2 separate regions of the Oryctolagus cuniculus genome follow, and region 2 is linked to region 1. Evidence: chromatin contacts called from public Micro-C data. All regions are on one chromosome and are shown on one strand. The core of a region is the stretch at or near the end of the contact, and the rest is flanking DNA. Distances in the headings are between cores, read along the strand shown. Region 1 overlaps GALNT2 (polypeptide N-acetylgalactosaminyltransferase 2). Region 2 overlaps GALNT2 (polypeptide N-acetylgalactosaminyltransferase 2).

Region 1 (6,337 bases), core at 1,870-4,369:
TGATGGGGCAGGGGGCTGGGATGAGGGAGCAGGGGGCGGGGATGAGGGATCTGGGAGCTGGGATGAGGGAGTGGGGGGCTGGGATGAGGGAGCCAGGGGCAGGGGGCCAGGCTGGTAGACTAGGGAGCAGGACTGAGAGATGACCATTAAAGGTTGCCTGCAGCCCTCTGGTGCTTGCATTGAGTTCAGAGAGTTCAGGATTTAGAACCTGCGTTTTCAGGCTTTGGCCTTTCCTTCAGGTAGCCATCTCTTCTGCTCGATGGCGCCCGGAGAGTGTAGACAGAGGGGGGCGGCATTCTGCAGGTAGTCGCTTCAGGGACTCAGGGCGGGGGCACCACCCTTCATGTGGCGTATTTGGGTACTGCATTGTGTGGACAGGTTGCACATTCCTGTGGGCCTCTCTTGGCCCCTTCCCCTGGGAGGGGCCTGGAGGCGGCCCTGCTGTTCCCCGCCTCTGAGCTGCGTGTGAGCTGAAGGGGCTGGTGTTGGCCACAGAGGAGAAGGACTAGGCCTGTGGATAGGCCTGAGCTTTCTTGACTAGCACTCAGATAGTGGGGTGCATGCCTGTGAGGTGGGGGCTGTACCTCAGGAACGCTCCCCCTCACTATGTGCTGCTGTGGGCACCCAGGACTGTCCCAACCTGCCCGGTGCCTCTGAGTGTTTTTGTTGTTAAATGTGTATTTCCATTTACTTCAAAGGCAGAGCAAGAGAGAGAGGGAGAGAGGATTTTCCATCTACTGGTTCACTCCCCAAATGGCCACAACAGCCAGGACTGGGCCAGGCTGAAGCCGGGAGCCAGGAATACCATCCAGTTCTCCTGCATGGGTGGCAGGGGCTCAAGAATTTGAGCCATCATCTTCTGCCTCCCAGGACTCATTAGCAGAAAGGCAGATTGAAAGCAGAAAAGCCGGGTCTGGAATTGCCACTCAGATACGGGACGTGGGCATCCCAAGCAGTGCTTAACCTGCTGTGCCACAAACGTCTGCTCCTCTCTGTCCTCCTTTATTGGCTTACCTGTATCCCAGCAGTGGGAGCATTGGGAGGGCCGGCACAACTAGCCCCCTGCCTGCCTGCCTTCCTCCCTCAGAAAGGGAGTCGGAGGGGAGCCAGGCAAATGTGGGCCTGGGGTGTATAGTCTGGGGGCGGTATGGGGAGTTCAGTGACCAAGCCAATGTCAGATCACGCTACGTGGGGCTTCACGAGGGATCAGGTCATCATCAGGAAACGTCCATGGGGAGAAGTGGTGACTAGAAGGATCCAGCCTTGAACGTGTGGTAGTTGTCTTTCCAGGCATGCAGACAATCCTGTGCAAAATTCCCAGGGCCAAAATGAACTTAACATTCTTGGGTAACCAAAGAAGGACAACTAATAGGAAGAGCAATCAGAGAGACGGTTGGCTTGGTGAGCCTTTAGGACATTGGTCTGTCACTGTACTCCCTGGATCAGGCTCAGCACCCAGGCATTGGTGGGTAAGGTTCTGGGCGCGACTGGTGGGCCCATGGTGAGAACAGCTGAGCGAGCTGTGTGCTGGAGGGCCTGTTGTCCAGGGACTCTGCCTCTGCTCTCGCTCCTCCCTCTGGGCCGTCTGCTGGAGGACCTCCCTATAGGTTACGACGTCATTCTGCCCTTCTTATGCTGGGATCTGCATGCTGAGTGTCTGATGGGTAACAGCCCCGGATGTAGCAGTGGTCCTTGCTGCTGGTCCAGGCGGGGAGTCTGCAGCGTGTCTGGGTGAGAATCTGGCTTTGTCCCCAGGTGCAGTGTGGACATGGAATTGGGAGACAAGCACATCCGCCTTGTCATGCAGAAATGTTGTATTGCCATTGCAGCCGCCAGGCCCCAGCTGTGTTTGTAAGCTAAGCTGCTAACTCCTCACTGCTTAGTAGATGGAGCTGCTGCTTTTGCTTGTTTGAGGAGTGGAGCAAGACTGTGCAGGGATGCAGTATAGGAGAGAGATAATGAGAAACAGAATTATAAATTGTTAAGCGGTCTAGTCCCTTCCAGCTCTCTTTGGAAAAGAGGCTTCCACTATTAACCCTTCTTAAACCAGTTCATCATTGTAGAAAGTAATCTTTAGCCAGTCACCTCGGCTGGAGAATCCCCAGGGTAGTCCACCTGCTTGGTCTACACAGCTAGATGTTGGGTTAGACAGCTGAAGGCCTTTTATTCAGTCTAGTCTGGATCTTTTGGAGCTCCCTCTGACTGGCTCTGTGTGTGTGTGTGTTTCAATTAATTTGCTTTGCAGAAGCAGAGAGAACTTCCTTGTCTACAGGTTTACTCCTGAAAGGCTTGTGATGGTAGTCAGGAACTCAATCCAGGTCTCCTGCGTGGGTAACAAGGATACAGACACCCAGGCTATCTGCCGCCTCCCATGGTATGGAAGGGGCCAAGTGTCCCTGCGTGGAGTCAGCCAGAATCAGCCCTGGTCATTGCAGCTTTTTGTGGAGTAAAGTAGTTGATAGAAGCTCTCTCTCTCTCTGTCCTTCTGCCTTTCAAATCAATCTAAAAACAAAACAAAACAAAAGCAACAAAACCACAATTCTAGCCCTGCACCTGCTGCTTATTTGACCAGGGAGGTGGAGTGGAGGGGGCAGGGTGAGTGGAGGGAGACAGGGGACAGAGGGGAGCAGGTGAGAGGGAGGCCTTGTGGGGGCTTCCTGCACCAGTACTAACTGGCTCGGTGGAGACGGGCGCCTTCTTTAGTTTATATTGTGTGTGTGTTGGGGAGTGTTTCTTACTGGCTGAGAAGGAGAGCAGCAGTGTAATGAGCAGGTTTCTTTGAGTCCAGGGGATTTATGTACCTTTTCACTCTGTTCCTCCTCCTCAGTTTCACCTCCGCCCAGGACGTAATTTTGGCAGAGGTGAGGCTTGCGTTGGCAGGCAGCCTCTCCTGGGCTGCCTCTCAGAGCAGTTAATAACTTGTTATTCATAAAATGTGTCTGGGCCACAGCACCTTCCACCCAGTGGCGCCTCTGCCCCGTGGCTGTACCTCTGCAGGCCGCTACGAGTGTCCTGTACGGAGGTGGCACAGGCGGTGTCGAGCTTCCGAGGCCTTGGTCACCTGGTTCAAGGCTCAGCCTTGCCACGTACCGGTGTGTCCTTGGACGGGCACCTCTCACTGCCTCAGTCACCTCCTCTAAGAGAGGGAGCTGTTCAAAGGCTTCACTGCGGTGTTGGCCTGGTGGGCACCTAACCTGCCCCTCTGCCCTGGGCACTGCAGTAGCGGGGGTGCCCGTGGCCGTGGAGATGAAGGGCCGGCCTGGGAACTGCCGCCTGCCTTCCTTTCTTTCAGACAGCAGGCACTGGGCCAGCATCTGCACCCCCCTGCCCCCGCCGCGGAGGGAAGGCTTGGCCTGCTGGAGCACGCTCAGTTTCCGTATGCAAGAGCTGCCTCATCTGATGACCAGTACTAATTATCGAGTTTCACAGATGAAATATATGCAGGGTGAAGGAATTTGCCTGTTGATTGCACTCGAATTAACTGCATTAAAATTCAATTTCAAGGACTGCAGTAGCCTCGGACTCCTTCCTGCCTTCGTCTTCCATCCCCCGCGTCCCAGCGTTCCTTGCAACTTTCTCCTCTCTGCTACCTCCCGCCAGCCCACCCCGTGGGCCAGTGGTTCCCAGTCAGCAGGACCCGGGCAGATTCTGCAGCCGCAGATGCCATGGACCCGTCCCAGACCAGGCTCCTTCGGCACATCCGACCTCGGGCCCCAAGCTTGTGTTGTGAGAGGGGGCAGGGGTTCTCACGGTCAGGTTCAGGAGCAGGTGGTGAGGAGGGCAGTGGTGAGTGCTTCCGTCTTCTGCCATCACTGGTGAAGATCGCGGAGCCCTCCAGTGTCACTGATCTCGAGTCTGGTCTCTCCCTCGGGGGCTTCGGTGCTGGCTTTCGTAGCCAGAGTTAAGTGTTGATGGGCGTGTAATGAAATGCCCATTTGGTTACTGAGCGATGTTGTTAGCCATGAGTAGTTGTGCTGGAAACTTCCAGAAGCCTGCCATGTACAGTAAAAACAATGAACAGCGGGTACTAAAATTACCAGATGACAGTTTAGGATGTCAAATCAGGCAGCGTTTCTTACCAGCTCTGGGCTATGTGAGTGTAGGGTGGGTTCAGGCGTTCAGTGGTACAGCAACCCTAGATTCTGGTTCTCCATGTTATTTCTGTTTTGTTGACCAGATTAGCTTTATTTAATTTGTGTGTGTGTGTGTGTGTGTGTGGTAAAAACATGTAACACAGAAGCTGTGCTCAGGCCGTAGCTGTGGCTCACTTGGTTAATCCTCTGCCTGCGGTGCTGGCATCCCATGTGGGTGCCAGGTTCTAGTCCTGGTTGCTCCTCTTCCATTCCAGCTCTCTGCTGTGGCCCGGGAAGGCAGTGGAGGATGGCCCAAGTGCTTGGGCCCTGCACCCACATGGGAGACCAGGGGGAAGCACCTGGCTCCTGGCTTCGGATTGGCGTAGCTCCGGCAGTAGCAGCCATTTGGGGGGTGAACTAACGGAAGGAAGACCTTTCTCTCTGTCTCTCTCACTGTCTAGCTCTATCTGCTGTGCTAACCATTTTTTCAGTTGTACAGTGTTACATGTGTTCAGATTGTTGTGAAACTTCCAGAGTCCTGTGAGCTGTTCAGTCTTGTGTCGTGACGATTCTGTACCCAGTCCACTGTGGCTGCCCTGGCTGTGGTGACCGCCACCGTACCCTCTGTCTGAATGTGACCACCGGAGGCACATCACGTCACCGGGGTCACAGGTGCTTGTCCTGTTGGGACTGGCTTATTTCATTCAGCATAATGTCTTCAAGGCTTATCCTGTGTCATAGTGTGTGACAAGATTTGTGTGTGTGTGTTTTTTTTTTTTTAATCGATTCATTTTTATTGAGGTGGACTTCACATAACATGAAACCAACCATTTTAAATGTACAGTTGAGTGGGGTTTAGAACAACTGTGTCTGGTCTCGGAGTATGTCTGTCACTCCACACAGAAACCCAGCGCCTGCTAAGCAGTCACTCCCCATGTCCTTGGTAGCCTCCAGCCTACTTCCCGTCCCTGAGGATTTATGTAAGATACTTGACATAAACGGAGTCTTACAGTGTGTGTCCTTTTGTGTCTGGCCTCTACTGCTTGCCGTAGTTTTTTTGAGGTTCGTCATGCTGTCTGTAGCGTGTATCAATACTTCATTCCTTTTTGTTTTTCCAATTTCTTTTGACTATGGTACAATGTAAGATCACTCACTTCACACAGTTTGTGGAAAAGTAGACTTAAAAGATAAGTTGATTTTTTAAAAAAGATTTATTTATTTATTTGAGAGGTAGAGTTTGCAGACAGTGAGAGGGAGAGACAGAGAGAAAGATCTTCCATCTACTGGTTCACTCTCCACATGGCTGCAACAGCTGGAGCTGGGCCGATCCGAAGCGAGGAGCCAGGAGATTCTTCCAGGTCTCCGATGTGGGTGCAGGGCCCCAAGGACTTGGGCCATCTTCTACTGTTTTCCCAGGCCATAGCAGAGAGCTGGATTGGAGGAGGAGTAGCTGGGACTGGAACTGGTGCCCATATGGGATGCCTGTGCCACAGGCAGAGGATTAACCTAGTGCACCACAGCACTGGCCCCAAGATAAGTTGATTTTAGTGCAGTTTTTTTTTTTAAGTTCATGCATAATTGTTTCATAATTTGCATTTTCCTCAAACTTTTTGAAGACCCCTCATGCATGTAACAAAGCTGACCATTTCACTCAGTACACTGGCCCTCAGTCCGTTCATCTTGTTAGGAGACCACCACCACCCTCACACCCCGGGACTCTCTTCATCCCGGAAGAGTGAAGCCCTGCATCCACTCGACAGTAGCTTCCCATTCTTCTTATGCACCCAGCCCTGGCAGCCACCACTCTGCCTCCTAGCCCCGTGAGTTTGAGGGCTCTAGGTGCCTCCTGTGAGTGGCATCGTACAGATCCATCCCTGGGTTGTCTCAGTCTGCATGATCTCACGGTTCATGCGTGCCGTGGGGTGTGTGAGAATTTCCTTCTTTAAAGCTGGATGATCTTCCATTGTCTGGCTGTGTACTGCGTTTTGTTCACCCCCTTCATCTGCCGGCGGCTGGCTGACTTGCTCTCCCATCCTTTGGCTGTTGTGAATAACGCTGCTGTGAGCCTGGGTCTACAAGGACCTCGAGTCCCTGCTTTGAATTCTTTCGGGTGGATTCCCAGAGGACTTTCTGGGTCCTGTGGTAGTTTTCCATGGCAGCCATACCATGTTACACTCCAACCAGCCATGCACAGGGGTTCTGGTTGCTCTTCATCTTATCAACACTACTTTTCTGGTTTTGATAGTAGCCATCCTCATAGTCCT
Region 2 (6,337 bases), core at 1,856-4,355, 75 kb after region 1:
GGAACTTACCTTCCAGGGCTTGAATTCCTTGCCGCGACCCACGTCCTCCCCAGCTGCCCCATCATGAGCAAAGGAGAGAAAGTGTGGATAGGAAAAGCAGCCTTTGAACATGGATAGTAGTCAGATATAATTTTCCAAAACTGGCTGAGGGAAGACGAGAAGGTTGGGAAGCCCCCAGCCACTGTGTGAACAAGTGACCAGGCTCCGTGTCGGTGCCTCCATGGACGTGAGCTGATTGGATTTAGCCATCCTAACTCCATGGATGGGCTCTGGGTCAGTCAGTCCATCTCACAGGTGGATAGACCCTACACTGCGGGCCAGTCAGACCCTGATGTGACGGTGGATGCCCTGTCCCTTCGCTAAGTGCCCCCTGATTCTCTTTGTGTCTCGTTTGTTGAGGTGCATCTCTGTGCCACTCCGCTTTGCCTGGCACGTGGGAAGTACCCGGCAGATGGCGGTTTGCTGGAGGCAGCAGGGCTGCTGTCATTATTCGCAAGTTCCACGTTGGGAGATCAGGGGCAGTTGAGCCCGTGGTGGGTTGCTTGATAGACGTGCCCCATTGCCTGTGAACTTACCGTCAGTGCCCAGCATTGCCTGTAGCCTAAACGTTTAGTGCCAGCAGTTGCCAGAAGCATCCAACATCACTTAGGTCTTCATTGCCCAGTTTGGCAGAGAAAGATTGAGCAGGGAGAGTGGTGCACACAGAAGAGACGGGCCCCTCGGCGGGCCTACTGGAGCTCCCTCCTGTAGTGCCCACTTCTCTCCTGGCCCCTCCCCTAATGCCTGGGGTGAGATGGGGGTGGGAGAAGGCCTCCCTGCATTCTAAGAGGCTCCTGGACCCCATGTCTCAGGAGCAGAGGCCAGGCTCACTCCTGTTTTCAGAAACAGCTCCTGTGCCCTGGGGAGGGGTCATACTGTGTAGGTTCAAAGTTCCAACCTTATGTCTGTGCTAAACTTTTAAATTATTCATGAGGATAATTTAAAAACATGAAGGAAAGAAGTAGAAGCGGCACTCATCATTCTGCACTCCAAGACAACGTTTTTATTTCACTGCATTTCATTTCAGGCTAATCCATATGGATACACATTTTTATATAGTTGTTTCATTGTGTACATAAAATTTTTTCTCTGGCTTTTCATTTAACACATTATGGCCATTTTGCATATGGCTATGTGATCTTTATACTTTTTAATGATTATCTAATACTCTTTTAAGGGGCTGTGACATAAATTAACCTTTTATTGAACACTTTGGCTCTTTTTTCTGATAACTAATGCTATAATATTCATGTATGCGATTTTTTCCTTATTTTGGGTTTGTTCACTGGGATAGATTCTCAGGAGTGGGATTTCTTGGCTTAAAGGTTTCATGTGTCATTCCGGTTCTTGATCTGGTATGCCAGAGTTTTTTCCGTAAGATTGAACTAATCTACACCATATTCTTTAAAGATTTGTTTATTTATTTGAAAGGCAGAACAACAGAGAGAAAGGGACAGACAGAAAGAGAGCTCTTCCATTTGCTGCCTCATTCCCTAAATGGCCACAACAGCTGGGGCCGGACCAGGCTGAAGTCAGGAGCCAGGAACATTATCCACAGTCTCCCATTTGGGTGGCAGGGGCCTAATTACTCAGGCCATCATCTGATGCCTTCCCAGGCATTCTAAAAGGTGATACTGGAGTCCCAACAGCAGCAGCTTAACCCATTGCACCACGATGCCAGCCCCTACACTGCATCCTTTAGCTTTTAAATTCGACAGTGAGGCGTCTGCAGCCCATATTATGATACCAAATAGCGTGGCAGTGCCGAAGGCTGAGAATGGACTTGTAAAGAAGTGTGCCAGAGGTAGGGGCTCCTACAGCTTCTCCCTGCTGGGCACTGTCCATCCGGCCCTGGGGCAGGACTCAAGGGAAGGAGGCCCCTGCAGTAACCATCAGCCCTGGGAAGCACTGGGGCGTGCCCACTAGGGCTGGCGGTTTCTGCAGAACCCTGTCATCCGCCACTCACACTAGGGAATAACACGAACCCTCTGCTTGGAGCCATGGAAAGATGGCGGTTCGGGATCAAGTTGGAGTGGAATTTGGGAATCATCTTTCCCACGTGATTCCTTGGCTATAATATAAGCTAAGAAGGCAGGGTGGTGTTCTGTTGCATGGATTCTTCGTATTAGAATTTGTGGCCCACGAGAAAAAGATTTAGGACACTCTTAGAAGTTATTGGGGTAACACCACACAGCTAGTAGCTACTGACCCCCACAGGAAGAGGTCATCAATGAGAACACGTACATTTTACATTCATAAAAGCAGGTGCACAGTTCCCACGTGCTGCTGCTCACTGTGCAGCCTCTCTGAGGCTTCTTGCCCGCAGTGTCACCGAGACGCTGCTGGCTGCAGGGAGCACACGCACCGTGGGCTGGGCCTTGCACGTGGCGTTTCTGGGCTTCCGGCCATGTCAGCTGTCTTTCCAAAACACCCACATGGGCGATGTCACTCTACCGCCCAACCGCGGCAGGATTTGTTAGTTCTCAGGACATCCACCTGCTTCCTTGTCTTCAGCCCTGCGGAGCCCCCAGGGCGGGGTTGGGGGATCCCAGGGAGCTAGCCCCGCCCACTGTTCTGTCCCCTCCGCCGCCTGACACCCCTGCGTCCCTCCCCCTCTCCACATCCAGATCTGACTCTCATGGTTCCCAGAGAGAAGCGAATCTGCGTCCGAGCTACGCTTGCCCCGACTTCAGGGAGAAGCTGCTGTATCCAGTCTGCTGGGGAGACGTGAGAAGCTACAGAGAAAACAGTAGCGTCAGCCTAGTGCTTTCAAAACAGCAGTCCATGGCATTCAAACCTGGGTCAGCTGTACCTGGGCCCTACTACCAGGAATTTCTACCTCTGTATCAATTTGTGGTGGCCTATTTGGTGGAGGGACTGGCGGGAGAAGATGCTTCAATACAAATTTTCCATTCAGTTCCCACCCCCTCGCTCCCCTGGGGCTCCCATTATGTCATTCTGAGACTTAATCTTTCGAAATGCTGTTCCAAACAGATAGAAGATCTGGAGCCAGTTTTGATTCATTGGTTCCAGAGCTGGACCAAGAAAGGGAACCTGAACCGTGGAAGCTGGGCTCTCAGTGGGGATGACTTAACAGGGAGAGTTGGGGGTGAGAGGGCACCATCTTCTGGTGAGGGGGTAGCACTGCAGTGTGGTTCTACGAGACCTCAGAAATTCTGGACGAAGCTTTGCTGGGGGGAATGGACACACGTGGAGGTGATTTGAGTGGTGGGGGTGGGGCAGCCTGGATGTGGACTTCCCTGGCGATGAGCCGGGGAATCGCGGTGCCTGCGTAATCCTTCTGCCACTTGTCTTCTGGGAATTATTTCAAAATGCAGCTGATTTTTATCTAAGTCATGGGGGAAATATTTACTAAAGTGCCCTTTTTTTAAAAAATAAAAAGACATGTTCTGGTCAAATTTGATGAAAACCATCATTTCTCCAAAGGAAGAGAATTGGCTTTCACTGCCAGTGGAGGAACCCAGGAGAAGTGGGGCTGTAGTCGTGGAAGGCTTTCTCAAGCCCCCTGTTTACTGGAAGAAGGGGGGGGGGGAGACAGGGTGCAGAAGCAGGCCGTCCAGGGCTGCTGGACTGGCAGGAGCCCGCCAGCTCCTGGGCTCTCGTTACATACGTGTCATCCCGCTGCGCTTGCCCTCAGGAACAGGTGCCAAGAGCTGGCTTTCTTCACAGACTCTGATTACAACCAGGAAGAAAGAAACGCTCGCCTCGTGCTCCCCTTGCTCTGGGCTACTTCTCCGTTGGGGCTTCTGCTGTGAGCGGGAGAGCTCAGGAGGAGTGGGCTGCTCGTGAGAAGATGGCTGTGGCATGAAATAGGCCACTCGTTAGGATCGCCCTTTGCGTCTCCTGGAGCAGAGCCCATCACTCACTGCAGACTGGTTTTATTTTTTATTTTCTTTTAATTTTTTAAAATTTATTTTATTCATTTGAAAGAGTTACAGAGAGGTAGAGGGAGAGAGAGAGAGAGAGAGAGAGAGAGACTCTCTTCCACTGTCTCTCTTCCACAGTCTTCCATCCAATGGTTCACTCCCCAATTGGCCACAACAGCCAGAACTGAGCTGATCTGAAGCCAGGAGCCAAGAGCTTCTTCTGGGTCTCCCACATGGGTGCAGGGGCCCAAGGACTTGGGCCATCTTCTACTGCTTTCCCAGGCCATAGCAGAGAGCTGAATTGGAAATGTAGCAGCCGGGACTAGAACCAATGACCATATGGGATGCCAGTACTGCAGGCCAGGGCTTTAACTCGCTGTGCCACAATTCCAACTCCTTATTTTCTTATTTATATGTTTATTATTTTAAGATTTATTTATTTGAAAGAGTTAGACAGAGAGAGGGAGAGACAGACAGAAATCTTCCATCTGCTGCTTCACTCACCAAATGGCTGCAATGGCTGGAGCTGGGCCAGTCCAAAGCTAGCATCTTCTTCTGGATCTCCCATGTAGGTACAGGGGCCTACGGACTTGGGCCATCCTTCGCTGCTTTCCCAGGTGCATTAGTAGGGAGCTGGATTGGAAGTGGAGCAGCTGGGACTAGAACTGGTGCCCATATGGGATGCCAGCACTGCAGGCCAGGGTTTTAACCCGCTGTACCGCTGTGCCACAGCGCCGGCCCTAGCAGATGGGTTCCAGCAGATCGGTTTTAACAGGAGACTTACACCTTCACTCCCTTGAAGGGAGAGGGAATACAGAGGGTTAAAATTGTCATTAGTAGTGGCCAGACTGGGGCCTGCGCTGTGGCGCAGCTGGTTAATGCTCTGGCCTGAAGCGCCAGCATCCCATATGGGTGCTGGTTCGAGACCTGGCTGCTCCACTTCTGATCCAGCTCTCTGCTGTGGCTTGGGAAAGCAGTAAAAGATGGCCTGAGTCCTTAGGCCCCTGCACCCGCGTGTGAGACTGGAGGAAGCTCCTGGCTCCCGGCTTCGGATCAGTGCAGCTCTGGCCGTTGCAGCCAATTGAGGAGTGAACCAGCAGATGGAAAACCTCTCTCTCTCTCTCTCTCTCTCTCTGTCTGCCTCTCTTCTCTCTGTGTAACTCTTTCACATAAATAAATAAATAAATAAATAAGGAAGTGGACAGGCACCCTAGAAAGACTTAAAGTTGGCAGACATTGGCCCAGGTGTGTTTTATTCATATGATGAACTTCCATGTACATAAGTACAATTTCTACTTCTAATTTTTTAATTTTAATTTTTTTCTAGAACAGTTTGATTTATACAACATTCAGGAATTCAGAAATGCCACACCCAGTTTCTTCTTACTAAAATCTTGCCTTAGTAGGATTCATTTGTTCTAACTAAAGAACCAGTAACAGTGTTGTTAGCTCAGCTTCCCACTTGGCTCAGACTCCCTGAGGCTGCCTCTCATGTTCTTTTCCTGCTGTGACGTCCCTGCATCTCACTGCTGAGTTGCTGACAGGTTCATGTGCGTGACCTTGCTGGTTTCTAGGGGAGGCAACTGGAAGAAGTCAGGTTTAATGTTCCCAGGGGCAGGACTTAGCATCTGACTTGTGTCCTGCCTCACAATTCAAGAAACGCCTGTCAGCTGTGGTATTTCAGGGACTAGAATAGGGTTGCCTTTTAAATTTCTGTGTTCCACATTGGAAAACTGAGGCTCAAAGAGACCATCACAATTGCCCGAGCCGGTGGAGAGAGAGCAACGCTGATTGGCCATGCCGACCTGGTATTTGCAAACCTCTCCTTGTCCTGTATCAGGTGCTACAGGCTGGTTCACTGATGGCCCTCTCCTCTGGACGCGTCCATAGGGGTCCAAGTGGAAAGACTTCAGCCAGGTTAAGGCAGCGGACTGAGCGCGTCCGGGCTGAGCGTGCGGGATGGTCCTGCAGGCCCGCTGCATGTTAGGAAAGCGCCGTGCTGGAGGGACTAGCGGCCGTGCCATGGTCGTTCGTGACGTCAGTGCGGGTGACAGCTCCCAAATTTCCAGCCGCCTCCTGTTGTTTCTCACCAGCCTGCTTTTCTTTGAGAGCATGCAGTAAAATAAATGAAGCCGCGACCTTTATCATTAATGCAGCTTTTTTTTTCACTTGTGAGCAAGGACGTATTCCTATGTGCAGAGCACTCTTCTACTGTGAACCAACCCACAGTGGAAATATACCCTCCTCCCATTTCAGCTACCTGCACAGTTTTCAGAGCCAGGCTGGAGTGATGAATGGGAACCTGTGTGTGCAAGGATGCAGCCAGTGGCTCTGCCCGGAAACCCCTAGAAAACCCCCAGTCCTGGGCCCCATCCCCTGAGCTTAGGAGTAAGCTGGCTGGGGCATGACTA

The links. A called contact is a pair of places that touch in the nucleus more often than the background predicts.
Region 2: a Micro-C map of ear pinna shows a contact between it and region 1, with 5 times the contacts expected there. The contact joins two enhancer-like sites. A contact is called at or near these places in 3 of 6 Hi-C or Micro-C datasets (ear pinna, liver and an unstated tissue).

Annotation. Positions count from the first base shown.
Region 1 is chr13:49,761,857-49,768,193 of mOryCun1.1, forward strand. The region is part of intron 1 of GALNT2 (polypeptide N-acetylgalactosaminyltransferase 2); the gene reads left to right. Among named protein-coding and RNA genes, the nearest start is that of GALNT2, 21 kb to the left of the region's middle. Within about 2 kb of position 3,120, at least 2 of the 8 cell types and tissues checked have an H3K27ac peak or open chromatin away from gene starts, as enhancers often do.
Region 2 is chr13:49,836,681-49,843,017 of mOryCun1.1, forward strand. All of the region lies in intron 1 of GALNT2 (polypeptide N-acetylgalactosaminyltransferase 2), which reads left to right. Among named protein-coding and RNA genes, the nearest start is that of GALNT2, 96 kb to the left of the region's middle. Within about 2 kb of position 3,106, at least 2 of the 8 cell types and tissues checked have an H3K27ac peak or open chromatin away from gene starts, as enhancers often do.